7 separate regions of the Mus musculus genome follow, and regions 1, 2, 3, 4, 6 and 7 are each linked to region 5. A link is a contact called in public promoter capture Hi-C data. All regions are on one chromosome and are shown on one strand. Each heading gives the region's core, a stretch centred on a gene start, on an enhancer-like site or on the middle of the called end of the contact. The rest is flanking DNA. Distances are from core to core; before and after follow the strand shown.

Region 1 (2,700 bases), core at 152-2,651, 1.4 Mb after region 5:
TTTTGTTTTGCCAGAGTCTCACTATGTAGCCCTGGCTACTCTGGAATTCTCTATGTGATCAGGTTGGCCTTAAACTCACAGAAATCCACCTGCCTCTGGCTTCTAGTGCTGAGATTAAAGTTGTATGCAAGCACATTTGGCTATCATCAATATGGCAGCCATTCATCCATTCCAGAAACACTGCAAGGCTGAAATGTGCCAGGTACTGTGCTAGATGTTATAATATAAAATCAGAAGGATAAGGTTTCTGTCCTCAAGGCATTCCATTCTAATTCAGGTTAGGAGACACTAAACATGAAAACAAATTCCTTATGGTATATTTTGATGATTGCAAGGGAAAAAATGAAAAGGTTTGGTGACAGGGAGACTCAGGAAATGACAAGTAGAGAGGTCAATGGAGTCCTCTTTGGTGACACGTATGTTGAGACTTCAAGGATGAGAAAGAGTTAGCAGAAATTATAGGAAGGTACTCCGAGAAGAATAGCTCATAGACCTTTATGTCTGTAAGCAATAGAAAGCCGGTTACTATGGCTGTAGCCAGAGGGCCATGGGAGAAGGGGTGTGGAGAAGAGTGGAGCCAATCTTGCAAGGTCAGGCCATCAGATGATGGCCATGGTCAGGAATGCAAGCTACTCAAGGATTGAGAGAAGGGATGGATTATATAATGATGATCCACGACTGCATTTAAGTTGCATCCCTCCGCTGGTTCTTAGGAGTCCTTGGTTATCTTTTATTACCCCAGTTTGAATCATCTTGTACAAATTCTGCACGCACTTAAAAACTTTTTATTGTCTGTCTTCCTAAAATGAAGAATCCTATGAGATTTATCTGTTTCATTCACCACCAGCACAGACAACAGCGCCTGGGACATTAAAAAAAAGGGGGGGGGGCATATAAATTCTTTGCTGAATGAATGCAAGAATTGCCACGAGACAGTGCGGGCAGGTCTTGTCCTACAAACTCCATCTACTGATCTGAGACTGATTAGACCTCGAGTGAGTCACTTAACTTCTCCCATCTGTCGAATGGCAAGTTGAACACCAATGGGTCCTCTGTACCCAGGCAAGTAGGGCAGGGAAGAACACAGGCCCTGCCCCTCTCTGGTGTTCTCCTCTGGACCTGAGAAGTCTCCGGGCGCCTCAGAGAAGTGGCTCCGCCTCCTCCGCCTCAGTTTCTCCGTTTAAGCAGAGGGTTCCGGAGGCCTTACCCATGCAGGGACAGTAGAGCAGGTAACCGGCCAGGTCCCAGGAGCCCGCTGACCGCCCGCGGAGCGGCAGCAACAGCAGCAGAAGCAGGAAAGACGCCCGCAGCAGCAGGTGTGGCGGTGCCCACGCGGCGGCGCCCATGTCGACGGCAGAGCCCCAGAGTGCCACGGCCCGGAGGCGGGGAGGGGGTGGGAGGGAAGAAGAGGCGCGAGTGGCCGCCCCGCTCCCAGTGCTCCCCGCGCGCCGCCCGCGCGCCGGCTGGGCCTCTCTAGCCCGCGGGCGGGCGGGACCATAGAGAGCCCGCGGCACCGCCCCCTCCACGACCCGAGCGCCCGCTCGCGCGGCTCCCACAATGCACCGCACAATGGCCCGACCGCCGCCACTACCGGGGCCTGAGCGGGCCTGGCGGAGCCCGAGCGCGGCCCGGCCCGCAGCGCGGGGTCCCGAGCGCAGTGAGTGCCGGCGAGGGTCCTGGGGGATGGTGGGGAGCGGGGCGGGAGGCCGTCGCGCTGCGCCCACACGCCCGGCTCTCGGAGCGGCGGCGCCCCTCACTTCGGGCCGCCCAGCGCGGTCGCCCACACCCCTGAGTAGGGGCCCCCTTTGCTCTAGCCGGGCCCCCGATAGGCCCCGTAGTGACGAAAACGTTCCCCGGACCTCAGACCTGTGCCCAGGGGACCGGAACAAGCCTTTCAGGCTCCCTCCATTCCTAGACCTGGAAACTCAGCCTGAGGGTCCCCTAGTCTGGACCCCCCAGACTCCCTGGAGACCCAGATAACACGCAGCTAACCTTCCTCGGGATCGCGGTCTGGGGGGCATAGATAAGCTGCACCTGTTCCCACCCTCGGACACGCCTACCCCGACCCACATAACCTTCCTTTTCCTGCTCCAAATAGTCTGCTCTAAGCTCTTTCGTTTTCCAGACTTTCATAAACCTGCTTTCAGGCTTTTCTGCAGTACCTCGGGCCGAAGAACCCAAAATAAAGCCCTAGCTGAAGTTCCCTTCCCAGTGATCATATTGTGGAAAGTTTAGGCATTTTCCTTCGGGAGGGTCCCATTTCTACACCCGTTTGAAATTCAGAGAACTCGCTCTTTCGACCTTTAGAATCTCCCTACCTCTTCCCCCCATGGGGTCTCTTAGAGACTCAAATAACGTGCTCGTAATTCTTTACCGTGCATGCTTGCTCTTCCCACCCCAGATCCTATTAGACTTTTTAGACTTACTATTGAATTCCCGTCTCTTGTCTCCACTCTTTACATCCACCTTCCAATTGTGGGGAGAATTTAACATTTCACACTACAAAATAGGGTAGTCTCTCCGCTGGCCTAAGGGCCAGACTTCCTACAACTTCAGCCCCATGCTTCAGTCCAGCTTGGAACAGATCGGGGTCGCGGGGGGGGGGGGGGGAGGGGGCGGTGGCGCGGTGGCGGGCCGCGTTCCTGGCCGTGTTGGGAGTTGGGGCTTTCACCTGCAAGCATACCGACTCCTGGCTTGTGT
Region 2 (2,700 bases), core at 192-2,691, 1.5 Mb before region 5:
TCCCTCTTATTTGCCCGCGCGCATGCGCTCTCTCTCTCTCTCTCTCTCTCTCTCTCTCTCTCTCTCTCTCTCTCTCTCTCTCTCTCTCTCGCACACACACACACACAAAATCAAGGGGCAGAGTCTGGTAGAGCCTAGGTCTCCCTGTATAATCAAATACTGGGGATTATAGGAAATATTGAAAGATATTTTACTCTTTTTATATTTATTTTTATTAATGTCTCTGTGTGAGAGTTTGTACATATTAGTGTCGCTGCCTACAGAGGCCAGAGGAGGGAGTCAGATTTGAGGCTGGAGTTACAGGAGGTTGTGAGCCACTCCATGTAGCTCATAGAATTTAAGATGCCAGGAAGAGCAGTATGAGCTTTTAACCTTTGAGACATCTCTCCAGCCCCATGGCAGAAGAATATTTTCTCTTCCTTCCTTCCTTCCTTCCTTCCTTCCTTCCTTCCTTCCTTCCTTTCTTCCTTTCTCTCTCTCTCTCTCTCTCTCTCTCTCTCTCTCTCTCTCTCTCTCTCTCTCTCTCTCTCTCTCTCTCTCTCTCTTTCTTTCTTTCTTTCTTTCTTTCTTTCTTTCTTTCTTTCTTTCTTTCTGTGTGTGTTTAAGACAGGGTTTCTCTGTGTAGTGCTGGCTGGTCTCAAACTCAGAAATCTGCCTGCCTCTGCCTCCCAAGTGCGGGGATTAGAGGCTTGTGCCACCACTGCCAAGCAGGATTATTTTCTCTTTCTTTCTTTCTTTCTTTCTTTCTTTCTTTCTTTCTTTCTTTCTTTCTTTCTTTCTTTCTTTCTTTCTTTCTTTCTTTCTTTCTTTCTTTCTTTCTCTTCCTTCCTTCCTTCCTTTTTCTTTCTTTCTTTCTTTCTTTTCTTTCTCTCTCTTTCTTTCTCTTTCTTTCTTTCTTTCTTTCTTTCTTTCTTTCTTTCTTTCTTTCTTTCTTTCTTTCTTTCTTTCTTTCTTTCTTTCTTTCTTTCTTTCTTTCTTTCTTTCTTTCTTTCTTTCTTTCTTTCTTTCTTTCTTTCTTTCTTTTTTGGTTTTTCGAGACAGGGTTTCTCTGTATAGTCCTGGCTGTCCTGGAACTCACTCTGTAGCCCAGGCTGGCCTCGAACTCAGAATTCGCCTGCCTCTGCCTCCCATTTTTTTTTTTTTCAATAGTCAAAAAAAGGTTCAAGCTTTTGCTTCTTGGTGCGTTTAATCCTCAAGACAGTTCTGCAGTGAAGGCATTGTTTTTCTCCCTTCACGGGGGTCTCCAAGAGCCAAAGGAGCCTGTACTTTAAAAGCTCTGCAAGGAACCTTGGACAATAGCTTCAGGTCTGACTTTGCAAACAGCTACTAAAATACCGGGTTCACCACAAATACCTGCAACTTCCGAGCTTTTGCCCCCACCCCAAATCCTCAGCGCGCCTGCGTCTCCCATCAGGTGACGTCGGCAGCGGCGCCCCGCCTACTCCGGGAACGCGGAGCGCCGGAGCGGGCGGGCGGCCATTTTGTGAAGCGGCTGTGGAGGTGTTGGCTGCAGTGGGCTCCGGGAAAGCCGTTCGGGCTGGGGCTGTCGGCCGCAGGGCTGAGGCACTCGCGCGGGGGGTAACTCGGGTCTGGGTTCTGGTGCCGCGCAAGCTCTCCCCGGTAAGACTCCCGCAGCCCCGGAACGGGCGGGGCTGTGCGGGGCTCGAGCCGCCTCCTTGGTGCCTCGGGGCGGGGCCTTCCCAGGCCTCGGAGCCCGCGGCCGCGAGCGCCCAACACAAAGGGTCGCGGCGGGGCTGCGGGGGTCCTGGGGCGCCGCTCACGCTCCGGGGCCTCCGAGGATGCGAAAGGTGGAGTCTGCGTGCCGAAGTGGGAGCAGGGCCTTAGCGGGGATGCCCGGTGGTCCTGAGAGGGGAAGCGGCCAGCATCGGGTGGCCTCGCGGCCTGCGAACTACCGGGTCGGGGGGGGGGGGATTGCGATGAAAACGCCTGCACGCTTAGTGGGGAAGGCTTCGTTGGCTTTAAGCGGGAACGAGGTTTTAACTCTCACCTCTGCCCCGAAGTGAAGAGGTCCTAGTGGCCTATGACCTGCAAAAGTGGACTACACTAGGGACATTCCTATGGGGAGGAAAGGTGTCCTGGGAGGCTGGGAACCGGTCGCTTTTAGGGCCTGGAGGTGCAGGGATTGCAGTGTATAGCTTCCTAGGTCTAGCGCTGAGGAGGGGCTTCCTAAGTGTAGGTGATTGGAGCCGCCCTGTAGGTCGGAGAGGCTTGAAGAATTGTAGCTAGGATGGCTGGTCCTTGATTCCCAACTAGGGGAGGGGCTGCTATCTGCAGCACCTTTGGGAGTTGGAGGAAGGAGGGTGGGTGTCTTAGATAGCTTACTTACTGTCTGAAGGTTGGCGGCGCCACTTTGCAGCCGCGTAAAATAGAAGGAAAGGCATTTTAAAGATCTACAGGTTAGTATTGGGGTATGGACTAACGTAGCAGGTTGGAGTGCCCGTGTTAGTAAGCGAGTTAGTAACCTAAGTGTGTGTTTTATTGGAAGTTCTAAGGAGTCCCCTGTGGTTTATTCAAGTGCTAAAGATCCATTCATTCTGGTAGATAAAGTTGCGAATTACAGGCTGTGTTGCAGAAGTATTCTGGGTCCTAAAGCCTTCTTGGCTCCTAGATTCCGAGATGACTGAGTGTGTGCAGTTGGCAGAAACCATTTTATTGTGTACGTTAAGATTTAAGTTGATG
Region 3 (2,700 bases), core at 200-2,699, 1.3 Mb before region 5:
TAAAACTAAATATTTTTTACATGGGAGCATGGTTCCACAGGTAAGGAGTTGGCCTAATGATTCTAACCCACACGAAGGCTAAAGACATCTCCACAACGTCCTCTATAGCCTTCACGTGTCCACCAGGCGCAACTGGTTAGTAGCAAAGCGGAAATCAAAGTCTAATTCAATTCCAAATTCTATTCTCATTTCATTAGCTGCCAAAATCAAAAAATATAAAACTCACAGCACTGCAGAGCATTTCCTAAGGGGAATGAATTAATGACATCCACACCTGAAGCTTTCTGAGGTAATTTGAGCAAAATGTGACAATATGTTCCTGCAGCACAGGGTGTAGATGTACCAGTAAGACAGTGCAGAGCTGGCCTTGATTTTTGTTAAGAAAACTATCGATTTGGTAATATTATCAATCCTACTTCATAAGCTTTCTCAGGGCCCAGCCTAGACTCACAGGCCTGAAATCTCAACACTGACTGGCTGCATAAGACGCTGGGTTAAAAAAAAAAGCAGCCCTTTTATTGAAACGTGAGTTGCAACCCTGACCTCCATATCTTACAGGCTAACGTATAAACAGCAAACTAAAGGCAATCTAGTTAAGTCATAATATTCGTAGGGGGTTCTAGCTCATTGTGAAACTTGATTTATAAGTGCTTGTTTCTTCGTGCATAAAACGTGAATATACAGAACGCACACCATAGATCGCTGCATGGATTAAAGGGGCCTTTGTAGGTAATGCATTTAATAGAGCTGTCATCTTTCGACTATTCAGTAACTTTTTTTTAGTTACTAGTAGTCATCATAGGGCATAAGAGTTGAAAAAAAAGGACATGATTTCTAACAAGCCCAGAACAAGAAAGAGTGGCAGAACACTGACTTGGGCAAAGTTCGCAAAAGGCAAGAATCTGATCAGTTGAGCCTGGAGCAGGCCTCAAGAAAGATTTTTAAAGAAGTGATCTTTGAGTTCTGAAAAATCAAAGTTCTGATAATGGGGCAGTGGGCTGAGAGCGGACTTTCAGGGGAAGATCACATGCAAAGCCGTATGAGCACAGGGCGCTGCAAAACTCCCGGGTGCACGGAGCGTGATCCGCAGGGCGCGCAGCATCTCATCCCGTCAGCTCCGGGCTACGACAGTGGGCCACCCGAGTGTGAGGTTCTCTGGGCGGCGGCTGCAGCAGGAAACTGAGGCAGGCAGGCCCCGACCACTGGGACAGGTCCCAGCCCCTCTCTGGGCCCGGGGTGCCTCCCGGGATACAGGAAGCCGCTGTCCAGGCGACATCCCCGCGGGCGCCCAGGCCCTGGACCTCGGACCGTTACGCTCAGCGCCTCCCGCCTGCCCCTGCCCACCTCACCAGAGTCGGTTCCCGGGGATCCCGAAGCGCTCCGCAGCTACCGAGGCCGCTGCAGCAACCTGCAGGCCCGGCCTGGGGCCGCCCTCAGTCTGGAGGCCAGGCCCCGCCCGTCAAACTCCCGCCCTTTCGTGGGGAACCGCCCAGCCCAGTCCAGCCGAGCGCCGGGAATGAGTGCGCCGCTGCAAACCTCTCGCCATATTAAGTACTGGCAGCCAACTTACTAGAGAAGCCCAAAAGGAAAGGGGGGGATATAGTGAGACCAAGGTCGCTCTCCAAAAGTAAAGACAGTCACCGTCTCTGAATTCTAGCACTGAACGTTCTGAGGTGGAGAAGAAACACTCGCCCGTAAGCTCCCGCCTGTGGCTTCAGAGTTAAGTACTGCGCATGCGTGTAGCCAAGGTCTCGGTGCACCTGCGCACTGTCTCACCAACAAAGCCAAGTACAGTAACTGGGTGAAAGCACCTAGCTCCAGTTAAATCTGGGCAAACGAATGTCTCAGCTTTAGATCTTTACTGATCCTCCACGCAGCCCCAGGAAACAGAACATTCGCAAACAACTGTGTCGTTGGCTACTTTGTCCGGTTATGACTACCGCTACTTGACTGCGTTCCGCTAGGAACGGGGAGTTATTTTGATAATATATTGTACAATCATTATTGACGCATTTTCTTAGCATTGATTTTTTTCATTTATTTATTTATTTATTTTGGTTTTTCGAGTCAGGGTTTCTCTGTGTAGCCCTGGCTGTCCTGGAACTCACTCTGTAGACCAGGCTGGCCTCAAACTCAGAGATCCGCCCGCCTCTGCCTCCCAAGTGCTGGGATTAAAGGCGTGCGCCACCACTGCCCGGCTTTTCTTTCTCTTTCTCTCTTTCTCTCTTTCTCTCTTTCTCTCTTTCTCTCTTTCTCTCTTTCTTTCTTTCTTTCTTTCTTTCTTTCTTTCTTTCTTTCTTTCTTTCTTTCTTCCTTCCTTCCTTCCTTCCTTCCTTCCTCCCTCCCTCCCTCCCTCCCTCCCTCCCTCCCTCCCTCCCTTCCTTCTTCCCCTTCTTTCTTTCTTTCTTCCTCCCTCCCTCCCTCCTTTCTTTCTTCCTCCCTCCCTCCCTCCCTTCTTTCTTTCTTTCTTTCTTTCTTTCTTTCTTTCTTTCTTTCTTTCTTTCTTTCTTTCTTTCTTTCTTTCTTTTGTGTGTGTGTGAATTTTTTATTCATTTATATTAGTACACTGTAGCTGTCTTCAGACACACCAGAAGAGGGCGTCCGATCCCATTACAGATGGTTGTGAGCACCATGAGGTTGCTGAGAATTGAACTCAGGACCTCTGGAAAAGCAGTCACTGCTATATAACCCCTGAGCCAT
Region 4 (2,700 bases), core at 119-2,618, 1.2 Mb before region 5:
ACATGGACACTACAAGGATGTTTCAGATGCCCGTACAGTACACAGAGAACAATGACTAGGTACACCCATAGATGCATAGAGCGAGTATACAGAGCTCTCTGATTAACTCAAAAATAAAACTTCTGTTGCAGGTACATAATCAATATGGTCTGCCTAAATGAATGGCCACAGAAAATTCAAGCTTCTAGTACACACTGCAGAGCCCCCCTGAGACTCAGAAACTATAAATACACATATGACTCTTCATCCTAACTCTGCACCAAGCTGTGCTCACAACCTCACCCTGAACATTCCCTAGAGCCGAAAGGCTACTTAGATGCAGATTCTGAGGGCTGAAGCTTAAAAGCACAAACCTCAGAGAACAAGACAGATGTATTAGATGAAAACTGTATTAGGGACAGAGGGTCATGGAGATAGTAGAGCGATCGACAAAGCTTATCAGAGAGAGGCTGACTTGGAGGCTGGTCTTGAAGGACAGGGGGAGAGCCAGGTGGAGGAGAGTTAAGAGTTCTTGGTAGAGTAAGCCAGAGAGTGGTGTGGGGCTCAATGAGCGGATCTGGGGTGAGCTGGGGGAGATAAGCAGAGCACGTAGTTGAACACTTAGACACAAACACACAGACCACCTTGCTGAATGTCTCTGGAAGCTCGGGCTGCAGCTGGTCATGGGTCTTTCTCCTGAACTTAGCACCTGCAGGAGACTGTGCATGGTACTAATCAATAAAGGCAATTGTGGCTAGACCCCGTAGCAATCTGATGTGTTCTCGGTTATGGGACTGTATGATGGGGCTGGGGAAAGGGCGCCGCGCCATTTATGCCCCTTTCAGATCAGATCTTCTTGGAGAAGAATGAATGGCATAAGACAGTCTGCGGTAAGTGATTCTCTGCTCCTTTTACCTTCCACTGTGGCATTCTGAGACACCCTGGGGACTTTTGTATATTCTACACTAGTTGAGACAAGTTTATTCTATGAAAATGGGCCATACCACTATCCCCAGGGCTGCTGATGGGGTGATAAACTGCGTGATAAACACATCAAGGAAGCAAGTCAGCTCTCAGATCTTTGCTTACCCTAGAACCCTTTCTCCTCCAATCTCTCCGTAACACATTTCCCCGTCTCCATTGTCTTCTTCAGCCTATGGTTCTTATGCCTCCTCCAACCACTTTATCCTGGTCTCTTGGTTGATCTCTATGCCAAATTTCAATCTTCAACCCTTGACCCTTGCCACTGGTCCAGATTCCCACTTCCGTCCGCGTGGCCGGGGTGTGATTATCCTCTTTCTCAAATCCGCCCTTTTCCCGTCCTTACTCGGTAAATAAAGCCCTCCAATCAATCCAGCTCCAACCAGACAACACCGGTTCCTCATTTCCTCATCTTTTCATTTGCCCAGCCTCAGGTTTGATTGATTATTCCTTCTAAAAAGACCCACTAGGAGGTGAAGCCAAAAACCTAAAGCAAGAAAACGTGCAGGAGGCGGGGTCGGGCGGAGTCACCTAGTAACCATCGAGTCCTCCCAAAGGGTGGGGCTAGAGTGACCAGCAGCTCCGCCCGGCTCCTGCGCGCTCCCGGAAGCGGGCCTGGGAGGAGGCGGAAACGGAAAGCTAGTTACGGGAGAAGTTGTTGCAGCGTGTAGACATTGGAGTCGCTTGGTGAGCTGTTGGGACTCTGGGCGGCAAAAGTCAGTTCCGGGTCGCAGGGCGAGAGGACTTGGGGCAGGAGAGCCAGGAGGGATCCGTCCGCACGCCCGGGCATCTGAGGGGCCCGAGAGGGCGGGGTTTGAGGAGGCGAGGCTGGTTGACCCGGCTCCGGAGTGGATCTGTCGGCCCAGAACCCGCAGTCGTGCTGCCCCCCAGCCTCTCTCATGGCGGTCAGAGCGTCGTTCGAGAACAACTGTGAGGTCGGTTGTTTTGCCAAACTCACAAACGCCTACTGCCTGGTGGCCATCGGAGGCTCAGAGAACTTCTATAGGTGAGGCGAGAGCTTCTGGTCCCGAGCCGCCGGGGCGGGAAGGGAAGGGAGGCGGAGAGCGAGAGGTCTGAAAAGAGCGACCCACCCCAGTAAGCAGCGAATCCGTGTTTCTACAGTGTGTTCGAGGGTGAGCTCTCCGATGCCATTCCCGTGGTGCACGCATCCATCGCCGGCTGCCGAATCATCGGGCGCATGTGTGTGGGTAAGGCGGGTGGAAGACGCCGAGGGACACAGCGAAGCACTCTGAGTCATTAGTTTCCTGGAGCTTACCCCCAGTGATCGGGGGATTCCCAGGCTTTCGGGCCCAGTGGACTTTGGAATCTGACGGGTGTGTGGGACTCGAACTGCAGATCAAGAACACTGTCTCTCAGACTTGAGAGTAGCCGGAGCGAAATACCATTAAGTGCTGGCTATCATTCTTGGTCTCGTTTTTCCTTCACAGGGATACTGGAAAGCATGGGTTGTCGCTCGGAACTATGTGACTTACAGAGTCCCACACCTAAGGGCGGAGGAGAGGATTTGCATCTCTCTCCTGCCTCTGAATATGAACAAGTTGCTTCTTGTTTTTGAGCATCAGTTTCTCCCTCAGGAAATAACTAAGGTCCCAGGTCACCCTGTTCAGCTGCATTTAATTCTTACAATTTCTTTTTTTGTTTGTTTTTTTTTTGTTTTTTTCGAGACAGGGTTTCTCTGTATGGCCCTGGCTGTCCTGGAACTCACTTTGTAGACCAGGC
Region 5 (2,700 bases), core at 66-2,565:
ACCTCTCTCTATCTCTCAACTTCGGCCCACTCTCAAGGGGTGACCTGTCACGCTATGATTCATGCTCACATTGTTGTAACAAAAACACACATGAGCATTTTGACTTTCTTTACAGTCATTCACACATTTTCACATCCATCTCACTGAAGAAAACTACAAGGTACTTCCTAGACAGTTTCGATTCCTAGACAGGAAGCAAAGAAGCTTTCAAGTTCCAATCAACAACAGGACTGGGTCAACAGAGGCAGAGTCCTCGTCATTTCTGGTTCAGGAGGAACGGGGAAGTGGTGAGTCACAAGAGGGTAAGGCTTACAACACGGAAGCTCTGAGAATCACAGGGTTATCGACATCTTAGGTCTTCCAGTGGCCAGCTCCTAGCCGGTGGATGTGGAACTCAAAACTTAACAAGTACACTCAACAAGTGAACAGACAGAGCGGGTCCCAGAGGGTCTCTTCACTCCCCAGTTCTCTTTTTTCTCCATAAAGGAAGCTTCTCAAGAAGACTCCTAAGTCAGGGGCAGAAGGCAGCTCAGACGTCACCAAGGGCTCAGGAGAGGACAGAGGTGGACCAAGAAACACATAAATGATAGGGTGGGGCAAAGAAATGAACCAAGGTGGGGGTAGAGGCAGTGGCTGGGAAGATGGGTGAGGCCAAAGAGAAAAGAATACAATGGAACAGAGTGGAACAGACTGAGCAAAGTTAAAGTGCTGTGAGATCTGGGTCAGAAGAGGCCTGCCAGGGTAGGGAGAGTTTGAAGGGAGTCTGATGATGCAAGTGAACCGGCTCAAGGAGACCCAGAAGGAGTCAGATGGAAAGGGATCCCCGGCTCGGCTGGACAACGAAAGAAGTCTGGCCGGAGAGTTCCAGAGTCGAGAGAGACCCCGAAACGAGTTAGACAAAGTGGAGTCCGGGCCTGGGGAGCCTTAGGAGAGCCAGTGGAGAGTCTGATGGGGCCCCAGCCGTCTCACCGCGTTTATTTTTGGTGCCGTGCTTCTTGGCAGCCGTCAGCTCCTGTTCGATTTTCTTCTCCAGGAACTCCTGCTTCTTGCTTAACATCTCCTCCGTGTCCCGAAGCCGCTGGATGGCCTCCTGGGGGGTCGGGCCGCCCTTGCCCGCCTTACCCCCTCCAGCCCCGAACAGCTTCCCGAACACCGACATGGTTGCTGCTCGCCGCGCCGGCCTCCGGCGCCCACTCCGGCTCGGCTCGGCTCGGCTCGGCTCGGCTCCCGCGCCCACTCCCGGCCTGCCGCTCCCCGCAGCCGCAGGCCTCGCCTCCACCTCCGCCCCGCAGCTGGGCCCGGCCGCGCCACCTCCCACAGGCCCCCACGCCCGGGCCCGGCCGGCGTCAGGGCAACGCGCCGCTGACTACAGCTCCCAGAGCACCACGCGCCCGCAGCCCCTCGAGTCTAAGGGAGGACCGCGCGCTGCAAGCCGGGAGTCTGAGTTTTCCGGCTCCTGGCGTACTATGGCGCATCTTTTTAGTCTCGCAGAGGTCAAAGGGCAATGTGGCATGCTGGAAAATGTAGTCTCTTTGGAATGTGTTCCGTAGAGATGAAAGACCAGGAAGAGAAGAAATAACTATTACAAAAAGAGGGGTTCGTTGTGCTGGTCCGTGATAGAACCCTGGACCTAATTCACAGCACGGGAAGTAATAGTGATAACAACATCACTCATTTTCTATGATCTCTGGAACATAGTACTTTACAATCATAATCACATTTGATTCTTAAAGCAGTTTACAACAGATAATGCTGTTCCTATTTTGTGTGTCTGTTTTGGAACCAGACTTTCATGTAGCCTAAGCTGGCCTTGAAGTTCCTAAGGATCAGAGGCTGGCCTGTCTCTGCCTCTGAAGTGTTGGATCTGTGCTGTTCCTAATTTATATGTCAGTGAATCAAGCCCAGGAAACTGGCTGTCTAACTAGCTTACTTTACCAGACCGGTCAGTTCTCTCTACTTGGATGAGCTGTCATTCTCTTTATTCACCTAAGAGACCTTCTGAAACCTAAAATAGACTAACCACCTTGGCAGTGTAATTCAACAGCAAAGCTTCAAAATCAGCCTCGAATATTCATTTAGATACTTACTTCCTCTTGCTTTCCAAAGCTGTAAATTTGAAATTGTCACAAGTCCTCTTAAAAGAGTTTGTAAGTGAGATAGGAATATAAAGGGCCCAGCTGACTACAGGCACTCAAATAAAGATGTGTGTTTTAAACAGGACTTGGCAATTCATGCCTATAATCTCACATCTTTTGAAAGGCTGAGATAAGAGGGCTGCCATGTGGTGGCACATGCCTTTAATCCCAGAGGCAAAGGCAGAGGCAGGTAGATTTCTGAGTTATAGGCCAGCCTAGTCTACAGACTGAGTTCCAGGACAGCCAGGGCTATACAGAGAAACCCTGACTTGAAAAAACCTCCTGAATGTAATTGTATTTCTGGCACTGAAAAAAAAAAAAGAAAGAAAGAAAGAAAGAAAGAAAGAAAGAAAGAAAAAGAAAAAACCTCCTGTCTGTTTGAGTTCTGACCTGCTTTCATGATGATCAATGATATGGAAGTATAAGCTCAGTAAACCATTTCCTCCCCGAGTTGCTTTGGTCACAATAATAGTAAGACACTCTAGGAGTATAGAAAGTCATGTTTGGGGGGATTATATTAGAAAACTCAAATTTAACTTAAATACTCTTACCACACAATTGGCAT
Region 6 (2,700 bases), core at 166-2,665, 1.3 Mb after region 5:
ACAAATCCTCTGGGCAGGTAGCGAGCTCAAAAACCTATTTACTTTTTTTTTTTTTTAACTAAACCCTCAGAAGGGAAGCCTCAAACAGATACACATTCTTGGCAAAGTGTATTCTGCTCCTCTGCAAACTGCCTACCCCCCATTGTAGTCACAGGGCTCAGTGTGATTTAAATATTCGAGGGTCACCGGCATAACAATCGCTTAAGCAGCTGCCTAAAGTACTGTTTCTCAGAGGAATCTCGAGTTCAGTGTGTTTAAAATGAGCCCTAGTGCCAATGTTTGAAACAAAGTCCCCAGGTATGCTCCCACCGGGCACTCTAGTAGTTTGAGAACCACTACTCAGGGTTCACATCGGTCCTTAGCGACTGCTTTCCGACACACACCTGGTTTAAATTGCCAACGCTCTAAATGCTTCTCGCGTCCTTGAAACCAGGGGCACTTTTCCCACCCCTACGGTGTCTTAGTGACCCACACACCTCTGCCCACGAAGAAGTCCGGGGAAGCACTTCCGACCTTTCCCGGAAACCTAACTCCCCGCAGAAGAATAAACGGGCGCTTTCCCCGGGACCCCCCGCTGCTGCTGCCAACGTGGGGGGAGGGGAGACTGGCGCCCGGGCGCTCGGAGGGGGGAGGAGCCGCTTGCCAGCTCGCCCCTCCGCAGGAATTCAAGGGGTGGGGGGATGCAGAGAAAAGGCGTCCCAGCCTCCTCGGGCCCGGGACCTCGGGAGCTCCACACCCGGGCGGCCCCGCCCCCTGCTGCGGTGGGCAGGGCCTCGCCCCTCCCCCGCCCGGGGAGCCGCGCGGAGCCCACCCCCTACGCCCCCCGCCGCGGCCCCCCGGGCAGCTCGGCTCACCAGGCGCGCGGCCTCGGCCCACGTGCGCTCCTTCTTCCTCTTCTGTTTGTCCTTCATCCTCCTCCTCCGCGGCGGCGGTGGCGGCTCCACGCGGGTCCTTCGGGCGGGGCGGACTGGGGCGGTGGCGGCGCGGGGCTGGGGCGGAGGCGGCGGCAGCGGCGGGGGGCGCGTGGCGGCGGCGGCGCGTGCGAGGGCTCGGGTGCGGCCGGAGAGGGCGGGCGCACCGGGACTGGCTAGAGCGAGACCCCGGCGCGAGGGTGGCGCTGGGGGGAGGGGCGGCGGCGGCTCCACGCGCCCGCGCTGCGTCAGTCGCCCACGGTGGCAGCGGCAGCGGCAGCCCCGCGATGGCTAAGGAATGCGGCGGCTCCGCATAACCACGGGGTCAGAGGTCACGGCTCCGGCCTCCGCGTTCCCGCGCTGCTGGGAAACCCAAGAGCGAACTAGTGGCGGGCGGGCCCGGATGGCGAGACGCGGCTTTCCTTTCGACGCTCGGATGCGTGCGTGTCTGCCGTGGGTATGTGTGTGTATGTGTGTGCCCGCGTGTGTGTGAGAGAGAAGAGTGAGGAGGGGGAGTGTGGGTTTTTTTTTTTTTTTTTTGAACAAAAACAAACCGAAAGGGTGGCTGGGATTTGTAGTCCTCACTGGCTTCCTGGCCTACCCCTCTCCGGAAGAAAATGGCTGCCTCAAGTGCTTGGACCACATTTCCCGGAGTGCCCCGGGCTCCTGTTTTCCGCCCACTTTCTTCCGTACCCCGCTGCGCTCCAAGCACGGTAAAGAAGGGGGCGGGAAGTCGGTCAGAAAAAGATGGGGCGGGGTCTCGCGAGGTTCGGGAACTAGCGGAGGCCTGAGGGTTTCTGGGAGGTGGTGCTGGGAAGGGGCGGTGGCTGGACTCCCCCCTGGCCGCGCGCGCGGTTAACCCGTTCAAAGCTTTTTTTTGATTCTGGTGGCGGGTCCAGTGCGGTTTCGGATCTGGAGTTGGTAGTCTGCTACCCTGCTTCCACTGCACCATCCCCCACCGCATACACAGTTCTCTTCTGGACTTCTGGTGGGTGACAAAAAGCAGGACTTTTCTTTTTGGCCCACCCTTAAATGAGTCAACTGGCGCATAGTAATAAGCAAAGAGACACTCATATCAGTAAAACGGTTATTGCACGATTGACCGACTTAGGTGATTAACCCATTTCCTCTTGTAATACCTCTGTGTGTTTGCAGAGAATGCACCTGCAGTTTCCAGCAGCGTTGCCGCCAGGTGAATTTGATGATCCGATAGTAGGTAAACACTGAAGGTCCATCCACAGAAATCTAAATGCACCTGAGTGTATATTTAGACGCAGTTGCCCGGAGAGAGGTCAAGTCCTAATGTCAGCCAACCTAGATTTAGAATCCTAGTTGTGACTCCTTGACTACTCCTAACCCCGCTGAGCCTGTTTGATCAATGTTAGCATAGTATCCCACAACCTTGATGGGGTACAAATTAGCATGAAGTATCTAGAAGATGGGAGAGAATGTGGAAGATCCTGATATTAGGCTCATGTAATTTGGCTTCTGCTGTAGAATAAATGAGAGCTGTTATTACTACACAGTGGGCAATGGAGCCTCTGTTCCTTGATTGCAGTGACAGGATGATAAGGTTTGAAGCACCCAGAACATTATTTTTCTGTGTTTGTTGGCCCAAAGTACAGAAACATCTCTACAGTCTTGAACTGGATTGATGGCCAGGTTTTACAGTTTTTGAAAGGTTTATGTGGGTAAAAAAACACCCTGTACTCTTGTGGTGTTAGTACACAGGCAGCCAGTGCTGAGACGAAGAAATCACCCAGCAGTCCAACCCTTGTACCTAAAGGAC
Region 7 (2,700 bases), core at 195-2,694, 1.4 Mb before region 5:
GGCGTGCTTTCAAACCATCTCCAAGTCAGAGTGTTGTAAGCTGAGACCCATCTGTATTGCATCCAGCCCTGCATCATGCTCACAAACTGCAAGACAATGCTAGATCCGAACCCAGGCAACTCTACTCGAGAATTTAAGCTCTTAATCTTAGGATACTCGCACTGCAACGGGGGACAGTACTCTAGCCAATGAGGTGGACAAGCAAACTTCCTTTACCTAAGGAAGACCCATGTTCAAGCTTGAGAAACGATAACCGAGCAAAGTGTCTTGCTCTTAACCACTGGGCCCTCTCTCCAGCCCCTAAGGTATTCTACTCAATGTTCCAATACCAGAAGCATGGATTCAACTGACTCTTGATTTTTAATAGTTGTAGAACCCTAAGCAAGCCAGCTGACTTCTGTCTACGGTGTCACTGAGCCTGCAACGGCCCATGTGTGGAAGGCAGGCATGTCCAGCTGTAGGATCGGAGACCTGTCCCCCTCCCCTGGTTACCGTGCCGTTCAGCCTCTGAGCTCACGGGGACGCCATCCTTGTCTAGTCGTTTCTTGAACAGGTTGTGTTCCACATCCAGCTGCTGCTCCCCGGCCACGTCCATGGCATCGATGCTCAAGTCTGGAAACAGAGAGGCAAGCTAAGGCGCTACGACACCAGGGACCCGGAGAGCTGAGCTTTGATGGGAAAGATGTATCTTGAGGAAGAAATGGACTCGGGGAATGAGGATGGCCTGGCATTCACTCTGGGATCTAAGGCCAGAGGTGTAAATCTGGAAGCCCACCCTACGTCCAGGAGTCCAACTCCCCACTCACAATCGGGTACTCACAGGCACAAGGCATGTGCGGGAAAAGAACATCGATGTTGATCTTCAGTTTATCCCCCCGAGACTTGTCCACGTAGAGCTCAGGATGCACCTAGAGCATGTCTACCTCAGTCAGATTCGCCCCTATGCCTCTCCTCGCCTCTCCTCCCCTCTCCCACCTTTAAGGGTCCTGCCCTTAGAATGCCAGGCCCCGCCCACGCTCTAGGCCACGCCCCTCACCTCCGTAGTGAGATAATACTGCAACTCCGATAGGAAAAGCAGGAGCATGAGAAGGCCACTGACGATGGTCACTGCAGGGCGAGAGCGAGATTTGGAACGGCCTATATCCCACCCCTCAGCCCCTTAGCAGGCCACGGAGGGTCCGGGAGCCCGGGCCGAACGCGAGGACAGCTCCCTCCTTGCAACCCTGCCCGCGCCGAGACCTACCCGTGGCACCCCCGCAGGTCTTGACCCGGAAGTCCTCCAGAGTCTTAGGGTAGGCATCGAACTGCTTCAGCTTCCCCAGCGCCTCCATGGGGACCGGCCGGAAAGGGGACACCAGCCGGCCCGCCCCTCCAGCCTCCCGCTTCCGGCCTGGACCCGGGGTCACGCCCCTCGCTGTCTTGCGCAGGCGTAGCGGTGCGTAAGTGGGGCTCCACCCCCTCACCTGCCTCCTCAAAGGCAGTCTAGCTTGTGGACATTGTCACGCCTCCTCGCGCGGATTGGGCAGTGCTCCGAGAGGGGCGGGCTGGGAGCACAGAGGGCGGTGCTTGGGTGCGGAGTGACAGCACCTGTGGTAAGTGCCTCTCCTTGGACCTTTGGATCTCTTAGGACAGCGCTTCCAACTTGACCCCGCCAGAGCCACCGCAGCGTTAATTAGAATTGGTTCCAAACCGGGGTGGGCGCACTCTTTAATCCCAGCACTCAGAAGACAGAGTCAAGCGGATGTCTGTGAGTTCGAGTTCAGCCTGGGTTACAAAGAGAGTTCCAAGACAGCCAGGGATGTTACGCAAAGAAACCCTGGCTTGAAAAATTACAAAAGAAAAAAGAAAGAAAGAAATCGGTTCCAAGGAAATCATTGGTTCCCTCATTAGAAAGTCAAAAGTGGCTCCAAGGTGTTTCCAATGCGGTTAAGGCATGAGAATCTCTGCAGGGGGAAGTGGGTATTAACTGGCTTGCAAGGTGAAGGCATTTGCTGCCAATTCTGAGTTCTATACCCAGGACCCACATGGTGGAAAAAAACTGATTCTTGCAAAATGTCCTCTGACCTCCATATGAATGCCGTGGCGTGCCCTTGACTACACTCACAAAAAAGTAAATATAATCTATAAGTTATTTTTAAAAGAGAGTGGGTGTTAACTTTGCTTTTTTTTTCAAGCTTAAACTGATCAATAGTGGAACCCAGTTCTGGACTTCAGAGTACCCTGGGTTCTTAAACAGCGTCCAAGTGCTAATCCCAGTGTGGGTCAATAAATAAAATAAAGACGTTCGCTGATTCCACCCCTCCAGGACAAGGCTATGGAGTGGAGATTAAACAAACCCTTATTTGCTTTCTGTTGTAACCCATTAGCTCTAGACAGCTTAATACCGCTATAAAGACTAAAACAAAGTGCTCAATAGTTTTGTTTTAAGAAAGTGTCTTTCTGCTGCTCTGGCTGACCAGGAACACCTGGACTCCTGCCTCAGCCTCTTAGCGTCTCATGGGAGGTTTCTGTTTTGAAGATTTATTAACTATTTTTATGTGTGTCTACATGTGTTTATGTGTACCAGATGATAGTACGGGGCATTGGATCCCTGAAATCTGGACTTATGGGCAGTTCTGAGTCACCCAATGTGTGCTGGGAACTGAACCAGGGTCCCCTGAAAGAGCAGCCAGCAACCATGCTGTGCTCAGTCTCCATGCT

What was found. Promoter capture Hi-C pulls out the DNA fragments that hold promoters and counts their contacts.
Region 1: a contact with region 5 is called in a promoter capture Hi-C map of hippocampal neurons, with 6 times the contacts expected there. The contact joins the promoter of Pofut1 here to the promoter of Chmp4b in region 5. A contact is called at or near these places in 4 of 39 promoter capture datasets (hippocampal neurons, liver and pre-B cells).
Region 2: a contact with region 5 is called in a promoter capture Hi-C map of liver, with 4 times the contacts expected there. The contact joins the promoter of Rbm12 here to the promoter of Chmp4b in region 5. A contact is called at or near these places in 2 of 39 promoter capture datasets (liver and pre-B cells).
Region 3: a promoter capture Hi-C map of liver shows a contact between it and region 5, with 5 times the contacts expected there. The contact joins the promoter of Cep250 here to the promoter of Chmp4b in region 5. A contact is called at or near these places in 2 of 39 promoter capture datasets (liver and pre-B cells) and 1 of 115 datasets of contacts at active chromatin or transcription factors (embryonic stem cells).
Region 4: a promoter capture Hi-C map of liver shows a contact between it and region 5, with 6 times the contacts expected there. The contact joins the promoter of Eif6 here to the promoter of Chmp4b in region 5. A contact is called at or near these places in 12 of 39 promoter capture datasets (the 3T3-L1 cell line, the C10 cell line, the HPC-7 cell line and 7 more), 1 of 484 Hi-C or Micro-C datasets (B cells), 1 of 115 datasets of contacts at active chromatin or transcription factors (memory CD8 T cells) and 1 of 9 other capture datasets (adipose tissue).
Region 6: a contact with region 5 is called in a promoter capture Hi-C map of liver, with 5 times the contacts expected there. The contact joins the promoter of Asxl1 here to the promoter of Chmp4b in region 5. A contact is called at or near these places in 3 of 39 promoter capture datasets (the C10 cell line, liver and pre-B cells).
Region 7: a contact with region 5 is called in a promoter capture Hi-C map of liver, with 3 times the contacts expected there. The contact joins the promoter of Ergic3 here to the promoter of Chmp4b in region 5. A contact is called at or near these places in 3 of 39 promoter capture datasets (the C10 cell line, liver and pre-B cells).

What each region holds. Positions count from the first base shown.
Region 1 is chr2:153,240,233-153,242,932 of GRCm38.p6, reverse strand. It overlaps Pofut1 (protein O-fucosyltransferase 1), which reads right to left and starts at 1,401. Exons shown (of 7, transcript NM_080463.3): 1 at 1,208-1,401. The coding sequence starts at 1,346. Plagl2 (pleiomorphic adenoma gene-like 2) reads left to right here and starts at 1,575. Exons shown (of 3, transcript NM_018807.5): 1 at 1,575-1,657.
Region 2 is chr2:156,110,706-156,113,405 of GRCm38.p6, reverse strand. It overlaps Rbm12 (RNA binding motif protein 12), which reads left to right and starts at 1,441. Exons shown (of 3, transcript NM_029397.3): 1 at 1,441-1,620. Cpne1 (copine I) reads left to right here and starts at 1,441. Exons shown (of 16, transcript NM_170590.3): 1 at 1,441-1,620.
Region 3 is chr2:155,955,307-155,958,006 of GRCm38.p6, reverse strand. Cep250 (centrosomal protein 250) reads right to left here and starts at 1,449. Exons shown (of 33, transcript NM_001130000.1): 1 at 1,350-1,449.
Region 4 is chr2:155,825,593-155,828,292 of GRCm38.p6, reverse strand. Eif6 (eukaryotic translation initiation factor 6) reads left to right here and starts at 1,368. Exons shown (of 6, transcript NM_010579.2): 1 at 1,368-1,966; 2 at 2,083-2,168. The coding sequence starts at 1,860.
Region 5 is chr2:154,655,641-154,658,340 of GRCm38.p6, reverse strand. It overlaps Chmp4b (charged multivesicular body protein 4B), which reads right to left and starts at 1,315. Exons shown (of 5, transcript NM_029362.3): 1 at 970-1,315. The coding sequence starts at 1,159.
Region 6 is chr2:153,344,545-153,347,244 of GRCm38.p6, reverse strand. It overlaps Asxl1 (additional sex combs like 1), which reads right to left and starts at 1,415. Exons shown (of 13, transcript NM_001039939.2): 1 at 855-1,415. The coding sequence starts at 911. 2500004C02Rik (RIKEN cDNA 2500004C02 gene) reads left to right here and starts at 1,435. Exons shown (of 2, transcript NR_040318.1): 1 at 1,435-1,624.
Region 7 is chr2:156,006,772-156,009,471 of GRCm38.p6, reverse strand. It overlaps Ergic3 (ERGIC and golgi 3), which reads right to left and starts at 1,444. Exons shown (of 13, transcript NM_025516.5): 1 at 1,244-1,444; 2 at 1,037-1,107; 3 at 821-908; 4 at 493-612. The coding sequence starts at 1,331. It also overlaps a transcript of 6430550D23Rik not described here.